3 separate regions of the Mus musculus genome follow, and all the other regions are linked to region 3. The links are chromatin contacts, called in public HiChIP or PLAC-seq maps. All regions are on one chromosome and are shown on one strand. Each heading gives the region's core, a stretch centred on a gene start, on an enhancer-like site or on the middle of the called end of the contact. The rest is flanking DNA. Distances are from core to core; before and after follow the strand shown.

The links. HiChIP or PLAC-seq counts read pairs in DNA pulled down with a chosen protein or histone mark.
Region 1: an H3K4me3 HiChIP or PLAC-seq map of bone marrow-derived macrophages shows a contact between it and region 3, with 5 times the contacts expected there. The contact joins two enhancer-like sites. A contact is called at or near these places in 1 of 484 Hi-C or Micro-C datasets (LSK cells) and 4 of 115 datasets of contacts at active chromatin or transcription factors (bone marrow-derived macrophages, effector CD8 T cells, embryonic stem cells and 1 more).
Region 2: an H3K4me3 HiChIP or PLAC-seq map of bone marrow-derived macrophages shows a contact between it and region 3, with 4 times the contacts expected there. The contact joins two enhancer-like sites. A contact is called at or near these places in 4 of 484 Hi-C or Micro-C datasets (the BV-2 cell line, the G1E-ER4 cell line, bone marrow-derived macrophages and 1 more) and 3 of 115 datasets of contacts at active chromatin or transcription factors (CD8 T cells, bone marrow-derived macrophages and pancreatic cancer cells).

Annotation. Positions count from the first base shown.
Region 1 is chr13:5,591,386-5,594,085 of GRCm38.p6, reverse strand. No RefSeq gene overlaps it. Among named protein-coding and RNA genes, the nearest start is that of Gm40661, 39 kb to the right of the region's middle. Within about 2 kb of position 1,440, at least 74 of the 459 cell types and tissues checked have an H3K27ac peak or open chromatin away from gene starts, as enhancers often do. A contact at or near this core is called in bone marrow-derived macrophages and microglia, where this site is marked.
Region 2 is chr13:6,227,142-6,229,841 of GRCm38.p6, reverse strand. No RefSeq gene overlaps it. Among named protein-coding and RNA genes, the nearest start is that of Gm35615, 61 kb to the left of the region's middle. Within about 2 kb of position 1,346, at least 4 of the 459 cell types and tissues checked have an H3K27ac peak or open chromatin away from gene starts, as enhancers often do. A contact at or near this core is called in bone marrow-derived macrophages, where this site is marked.
Region 3 is chr13:5,887,568-5,890,267 of GRCm38.p6, reverse strand. No RefSeq gene overlaps it. Among named protein-coding and RNA genes, the nearest start is that of Gm46401, 27 kb to the left of the region's middle. Within about 2 kb of position 1,332, at least 111 of the 459 cell types and tissues checked have an H3K27ac peak or open chromatin away from gene starts, as enhancers often do. A contact at or near this core is called in bone marrow-derived macrophages and microglia, where this site is marked.

The sequences.
Region 1 (2,700 bases), core at 191-2,690, 300 kb after region 3:
TACTTCGGTCCTTCTTAGAAGGTGGAACAAACTACTCATGGAAGGAATTACAGAGACAAAGTGTGGAGCAGAGACTGAAGGAATGACCATCCAGAGACTGACCCACCTGGGGATCCATTCCATAGACAACCACAAAACCCAGACAGTATTGTGGATGCCAACAAGAGCTTGTTGACAGGAGTCTGATATAACTGTCTCCTGAGAGGCTATGTCAGTGCCTAATACAGAAGTGGATCCTCACAGCCATCCATTGGACAGAGCACAGGGAACCCAATGAAGGAGCTAGAGAAAGTATGCAAGGAGCTGAAGGGGTTTGAAGCCCCATAAAAGGAACAACAATATGAATTAACTAGTATCTCCAGAGCTCCCTGGGACTAAACTACCAATTAAAGAAAACACATGGTGGAACTCATGGCTCTAGCTACATATATAGCAGAGGATGGTCTAGTCTGTCATCAATGGGAAAAAAGGGCCTTGGTCTTGTGAAGGTTCTATGCCCAAGTATAGGGGAATGCCAGGGCCAGGAAGCAGGAGTTGGTGGGTTGGTGAGCAGGGGGAGGGGGATGAGGATAGGGGGCTTTTGGAGGGGAAACTAGGAAAGGGGATAACATTTGAAATGTAAATAAGGAAAATATCTAATAAAAAAATAGATTCACGTATAGCCCGAGCAAGAACTTAACTCCCAGTCTCAGTTTATCACAGGTTTACATAACTCCATGATCATCTTTGACTGCATATCAATAACAATGTGGCTCCAACATTTCCAGTAATTTCATTTGCTACATACACTGTGCAGAAAAAAAAATGCTCTCTACTTGGAGTTCTCAACAAGTCTGAGGAAATCAAGTTTGACCATAGAGTAGAATAATGTTCAATTGTCTCTTGTAAAGGTACCTATGCTACTACTTAAGTGCATATTCTCATATTGACCAGATTTATTATAAATTCAAACCACAGTTCAAATCGTAGTTTTTTAAACTGAGAGTTTAAACTCTCAAATTCAGAAACAAGGTATTATTTCCTAAAACTACACTAACTTAGCATGCTAATGGTAGAGATTTCTGTCTGTCTGCTGTGCTGTCACAGCTCTCTAAATGAAGGCCCACAGTAGTTTCTGAATAAAGAACTGGTGAATTACCAACAATGGAAAAGGCAATGATAGGACAGAAGATTATGTGCATGCAGAATCATGCCTTTGTACAACCCAGCTGTGGAATCTTGTTGTGTATTGCCCTGTGGAGAGCTATTTGTCAGGGCTCATTAGTCTTGGGTCATGTTGATTCTACTCATTATTTTTTTCATCCATTCAGATCCGTCTTCTTCTCCCACAAAGCCTCAGAACACCTTATCTCTCTGTAGCAACTCTTCTAGACATTTCCTTTTCTGCAGTGGAAGGAAGCGATTGCATGTGTTCAGACACATTGCCAGTTGCCAAGAAGGTCTATTTCTGGCTCTCTTCATTCATCAGCAGGAAGTACCCAAAGCAGTAGCAGCTAATCAGCATTTCGTGGACATCAACAAGTTTATATCTGCTGATGAGGTCACACTGTTTCACTAGTATTTCATGAACTCAAGGAAATCATGCAAAAATAATAAATACACTCGAAGGAAAGATGTAACATTATAGAATTCATCGGTCACTGGCCATAGGGGCACTCTTAATGGTGAGTAATTCAAATTGTTTCCTGGTTCAGTCTTATCACTCTGAGCCTCTGGTTTTCAAGGAAATAGGGAAACATGGAAAGTTCAGAAAACATTGAAAGAAAAACCAGCCTATTGTTTCAATTCCTTAGGAAAGGAGGCACAAATAAAAAATTTTATTCTTTGATTATCACTTTGGAGGGTTGATTATCAGCATTTTGAAAGTGAAAGCCATGCTCCATCAGAAGAGGATAGCTCATATTCCACTCAGAAAGATAAACCTGTCAGCATACACATCCCCAAGGTATTTGCTTCTTCCCATTCTTCGTGGGGAACTCTTGACAGTTAACAGTCATTGGAGGAAGGAGTATTATTTTCATGAGTGGCATAGCCGGTGACAAATCATTCTTATTGTAGTAAATAAGCTCCTCCCCTTACCCAGGCAGAAACACTCTCATTATTCAGAGTCCCTGAAGAAACTGACAAACAGTCAAAGGAGGCCCTTGTTCCCTCAAGCAGGAGAGGGAGGATGGAAGGAGGGTGCAATTGTGACTGAAAATCCAGGTCTGTGAATCAGTCTGGCAAACAATAAAATAACATAAAGAAGGAAAGGAAAGGTTTTTGTGTTGATATATAAATGGGTGTCAAGTTCTTCTTCTCTGTTTGAAAGAAGACTAGCTGATAAGTCCCTTGTTTTACCAGATTATAGTACTATAGGGAGACATCACTCTTTTCTTTTTCTTTTCTTTTCTTTTCTTTTCTTTTCTTTTCTTTTCTTTTCTTTTCTTTTCTTTCCTTTCCTTTCCTTTCCTTTCCTTTCCTTTTCTTTCTTTCTTTTTTTTTTTCCAAAAAACAAAACTGTGTTTCCTTTCCTTTTATGTGTTTGTGCCAGAAGCATCTGGCTGACTAACCCAGTCTCTGGCTCAGTTTCTTTTTGTTATTGCCCCTTCCTGAGCCTCTTGCTTTTCCAAATGCTGGAAGAAGAAATCCGACTTCCAACATCTGGGCGTATTCCCTCAGCTGTGCAAGGTTTGTGAAACTTATACTTTTTTAAAATCA
Region 2 (2,700 bases), core at 97-2,596, 340 kb before region 3:
GGCTCTTGTCTGCAAGCGGTCCTTGGCATCAGCAAGAGCGTTGGGGTTTGGTTCTGTGGATGGGATGGATCCCAAGTCTCTGCTCCATTTCTCTTCGGACCCTGCATTTTCTTTAGACTGGAACAATCCTGGATTGAAATTTTTGAGACGTGTGAGTGGCCCCTTTCAAGGAGGAAAGTTTTGATCCATTCCTTTTTAGCCATTTTTAGACTACTAGAGTTGCCTGCTCTCAGGAAAAAAAGTAATTCTGGAGACGAAGAAAGAAGCGCTGTAGGATTCCAAGCACCATGTTCGACTCTCACACACTTTGCATCCCCAGGACCACTGTCTCCCCAGAGTCTGCCCAGCTGTGTAAAAAGCCCATCCATCCATTATCATCCATTATCAAATGGAAGGCATCCAGACCCTTGGTGAGAAGCGGGAGAGTGCTAATGTCCACACAGGGAAAATTATTGACCATGAACTGAGAAGTTTTTTTTTTTTCCTATTCTCCTCCCTGTGATTAGAATTACTAATTAGGTCAACATGAAATTAAAATGATTGCAAGACTGAAACATTTGAGGAAGAATCTCTTAAAGTCCATTTTTCATCACTGAGCTGAGACTAAATTATGCTGTCAAAGTGCCATATTATTTCAAATTAGCCAAATTAATTAATCTACTCAGTCCTTGGCTATATTAATCATCTGTTTTAGGATTTTTTTTTTTTTAGAGAAAGAATGTGACTTTCTCAGTTTAGTGCACATAGATTTAGTGCACATAGATGAACTTCTCTGGAAGGTAGTGTCCCTTTCTGTAAAATCTGTTTTGTTGTTGTTGTTGTTGTTGTTGTTTTGTTTTGTTTTGTTATGTTTTTTAAAACTAGGCAGTGATAGGATTCCATCAAACACAAATTATATTTCAAGTTTCTTTTGTTTGTTTCTTTGTTTGTTTGTTTTTTCAAGACAGGCTTTCTCTGTGTAGCCCTGGCTGTTCTGGAACTCACTCTGTAGACCAGGCTAGCCTGGAACTCAGAAATTTGCCTGCTTCTGTCTCCCAGGTGCTTAAAGGCATGTGCCACCACACCCGGCTTCAAGTTTCTTATTTTTTAATATTTATTTTTATTGGTTTTACAGTATATGTATATATGTATGCCGTGTATAGGGCCATCTGTGTGAGTGCAATGCTTCTATTCTCTAGAACTAGGCATTGAATACTCTGGAGCTAGAGTAATATGCTATTATGGGCATATTGGTCAATGTGGATGCTAAGAACTGAACTTGGGTCTTTTCCAGCATGGAAGCCCCTGTTTCTGCTTGCATTTGAAAACTTCCCCTTTTCTAGTAAGATTGCAGGCAGTAGCTTACTGCCACTTTTCCTTCTTGACACTGAAATGCGTTAAATAGATTGCTTCATACTTGGTGCAACATCTATGATGGTTCTCTTTTGTACATCAGAGATCTGATAGAGAGTCATTCTTGGCTACAGTGACTTTCAATTGTCCATCAATGTCCATTAAAGCTGAATCACTGATAAAGAAGGAAAGTGATTGACCAGCTTACCTGCCACAGCATGGTCTCTGAGGGATTCAAAATGATAGACTAATTTGAATGTTTAGGAACTGTACAAATATCATTTGTATCATGATGAACTCCATATAATCTGTCAGGAATGCTGTTCATGAAAACAGACACCAGGCTTCCTCATTAGCTATCTCTCCTTTGTAAAGTTGGCTCTACAATTATCAAAAATTTTAAAACAGTTGTAATTTTGTGTTTTTAAAACAGAGCCTGTGTCTGCTACCTGGGTTGACTTTCAGCTTATGGGTTCAAGTGATCCTCCTGTCTCAGATCCTGAGTATCTCTAGCTATGTATGTGTGCCAATTTGCCTAACCATCAGCTTCTTTCAGATTTGAAAAGTAAATCATGTTTTTATTTTCTCATCACTGTGACATCATACTCGAGTTAATCAATTTCCAAAGAAGACATTGACTTAGGCTTATGATTTGAGAGATCATGATAGGTTGAGACCATCATGGTACCATAGGAATGTATTTACCTTAAGGTGGCTGGCAAGGATGGAGCAGGGAGAACAGAAGATCGAGATGGAAAGATAAAGAGACTTAGAAAACTGTGATTCCACAATGTAATATTCCTTACAAAGTTTTGCTTCTACTTGTCTTCTTCACTATGTACTCCCTCTAAATTCTATAACATTTTTTAGTAGCATTAAAGGTCTGGCAGCCAAGCCTTCAAAACATGATCCTTTAGGGGACATTTAAGTTTTAAAGATTAAAGAACATAACTTATAAATAAATGCCAAAGTTCATACTGATTTGATGACCATTCAAGATAATAGAGATATCCCAGACAATGAAACCATGTTACATCTGTATATATGCAACCATATAATTAGCGTTAGTCCATTCTAGCTGCTAGTTTCTTATACAGAATGTATGGACATAGTGTGTTAGCCCTTAGCATTTAGAATCCGTATTACTTTCAGTGTATACTGTGTCAAACTGTGTATGTGTGTGCATGCACATGTGTGTTGACTTAATCCCCAAATTTATAAGTATGGAATATATAGATGAGGGGTCTATGGAAGGCAATTAAGGTTTGTGAGAAATCATGAGGGTAGAGCTTTTACAGTGTGATGAATGCATTAATAATAGGAAGAGAGAAGCCCTGAGGTCACACAGTGCCCTTTCTTGCCATACGG
Region 3 (2,700 bases), core at 83-2,582:
AAGGGTGATTCTAAGAAGGAGAGTGCTAACAGCCCTCCCACCATGCTTAGACTTCTCAGAACCACAGAGAACAAAATGACTCAACAGACCTCTCATAGCAGCCTGTGTGTGCCATCCTTCCTCAGATGGCAGTTCAAAATAGGGTGTCATATTCGAGCAATCTGAAGTTTCTAATATATAAGGGAAGTAAGTGAGATGGAAAGATGCAAACATTGAAGAGATGTAGGGAAGAAAAGAAAACAGAGGGGGAGAGGGAGCATAGAAAATAGCTTATTTAGCAAAGTCATTGTTGTTTAGAGAGAAGATCTCTGATAGCTCAGGTTGCCCACGAACTGGGTGACGTGGGGCTGAGGATTGTGGTGACCTGGAACTCTTTAATTTTCTTGCTTTCTTCCTTGGAGTCCTGGGTCTACAGGCTGGTGAACATGACCTTGGTTTAAGGTGGTACTAGAGATTCAATCCCGAGCCTGTGGTCTGCTATGTCAGCACTCTACCTACTGAGTCCAGCACAAAACAACGTCTGCATATTAGTTGCACAAGAGTAAACGCTATGCCAAAGTTTTCTCTCATAACCCTCCCATGACAGAGCTAAATGGATAGTTTCAAAAGAGTGGCCAAGTGGACTAAAGGCTATTTGAATCTGTAGGCTTTAGAGCCTGCATATAGAAGAATATAGGAGAGACTCTTGACAGGGAAATGTAGGACTAAGAGATACTAGAGGATAAAGGGAGAGTAGTGAAAGTCCACTGACTAAGGAAAGCATTCGAAAATGAAATGTTGAATTATGGTCATGGTACTTGAGCTGGCTCCTAGTGACAGGAAGTTTAGGTTCAGGTCTGATTTAGAAATATATAGAAAGTTCTCCCTGCCTTCACGTTGCCCCAAGCTCTCCAGTGTTTCTGGAGCTAAGGAGTTTGTATATATCACGTTCCACGCATCTGAAGACATACAAGAATGAGTGCAGGAGCACTTCCTGCCTCTTCCCGTTTTCTAGCAGGCACTTTTCTTGGGAGGAGACCTAGACCTCAAGATGCAGCAACAGACCAGTTTCAGGTTACAGCATCAAAGGCTATTTGATCAGAGACACTGCATTCTTGGTTACTCTCCACGTTTGCTCAATTGAGCAAATTTTTTAAAAAGATTTTTTACATTTTTGATTTCTAAATATGATCCAGACAGTTCTGAATGTCTAGTTGGATATGATCAAATGATCTGTGGTTCTGGTAAAGATCCTTGGAAACTGATGACACAAACTGCAGAGGAGAAAGAGAAGTTGGTCTCCTTCAACATCTTCATTCTGAGTGAACATCACACTTCCCCAAACACAGTTTGGGGCTCAAGCCAGTATTGCTTTTTCAAACCACTTATTTGGCCCTATGAGTTAGACAACCTGAGGCCAGTGAAGGGCAATCTCTTCTTTCAAAGGAGCAGAGATGCATACTCCCCATTTCGTTTCCTTCTGCCTTTCCTTTTTTCCTTTCTTCCTCCCCACTTCCTCCCTTCATCCTTCCTTCCTCATTCCCTCTTCCTCCCTTCCTCCCTCCCTCCTTCCTTCTTTCCTTCTTCTTCAGTTTCTTCCTCTTTCCCTCCTTCCTTCTTCTTCCTTTCTTCTTTCCATCTCCCCCGCCCCTCTCTCCCTATTTCTTTTAGTTTCCTTTGCCTCCAGCGTTTCATCTGAACTGGAAACATCTGATGACTTTCCACTTCTCCTGAGCCTTTCTTGGTCAGTTCGTGGTTCAGCCACAGATCCATGTACAACTGAAATGACAACCTCTTGCATTTACTCCTTCCTCATTTGCTCTCAGACCTCTGGTTATGCGTGAGGGTGTGGGAGAGACTGCACACACCACTAACACAGCCCTCCCTCCTCCCTCCACAAGAGCTCCCTAACGAACTGAAGACCTCCATCAAGACATGGTTGCCCCCCAAATGCCCCTGATGGAAGACACTGGGGGGACCTTGATGGTCTTAGAGCAGCGGTTGGTCATCAGGGCTGTATACAAATGCCCAGAGGCTGGACTCAGCAATAAACTTGTTTCAGGAAATGAAAGACGGAACCCATGGTTTCAACCAAGTTAGGGCAGAACTGAAAGTCTGCAAATAAAACTTATAGATCCTTAATCACAGCTTTCGCTCCACTCAGGTGGTAGAAAAACAATGTCGTTCTCTAAGAGACTGTTTTTTTTTTTTTCTTCAAGACCTCTTGAATAAACACACCGTGTAAAAATATTTATCATGTCAATATGGTTTAATAAGCATTCATTATTTATTGGGCTTCTGAGTGCTTAGGCAATACTACAATTAACTTTGCAGATTTGATTGGTTTTGATTGGAGGTCATTGGAAGGCAAGCTTGTACTTGTCTTAGCAGAAACAGGCAGAGCAATAGGCTGGATTGAGGCCTGAGAATGTTTGAGCAAGTCCCAAACTCTCTGGGAAATAAAAACCGTAACAGCTCCATAGTTGAATTAAGTACGAGATAAAAATCACATTGGCAAGAGCAGCGAACACCAGGATCAAACCACCTCTCAAACAAATTATTCCAGGAATAAATTAATCTCCCTGATGCTCATCTGCAGAACCGATGTGAAAGAGTTGTCACTTCCATGCTTGTCACTCACGGGGCTCAAGATTCCAACACACTAAACAGACCCTGCAGCAGGAGGACAGTGAGCGACACTTTCTAGTAATGTTTCACTCT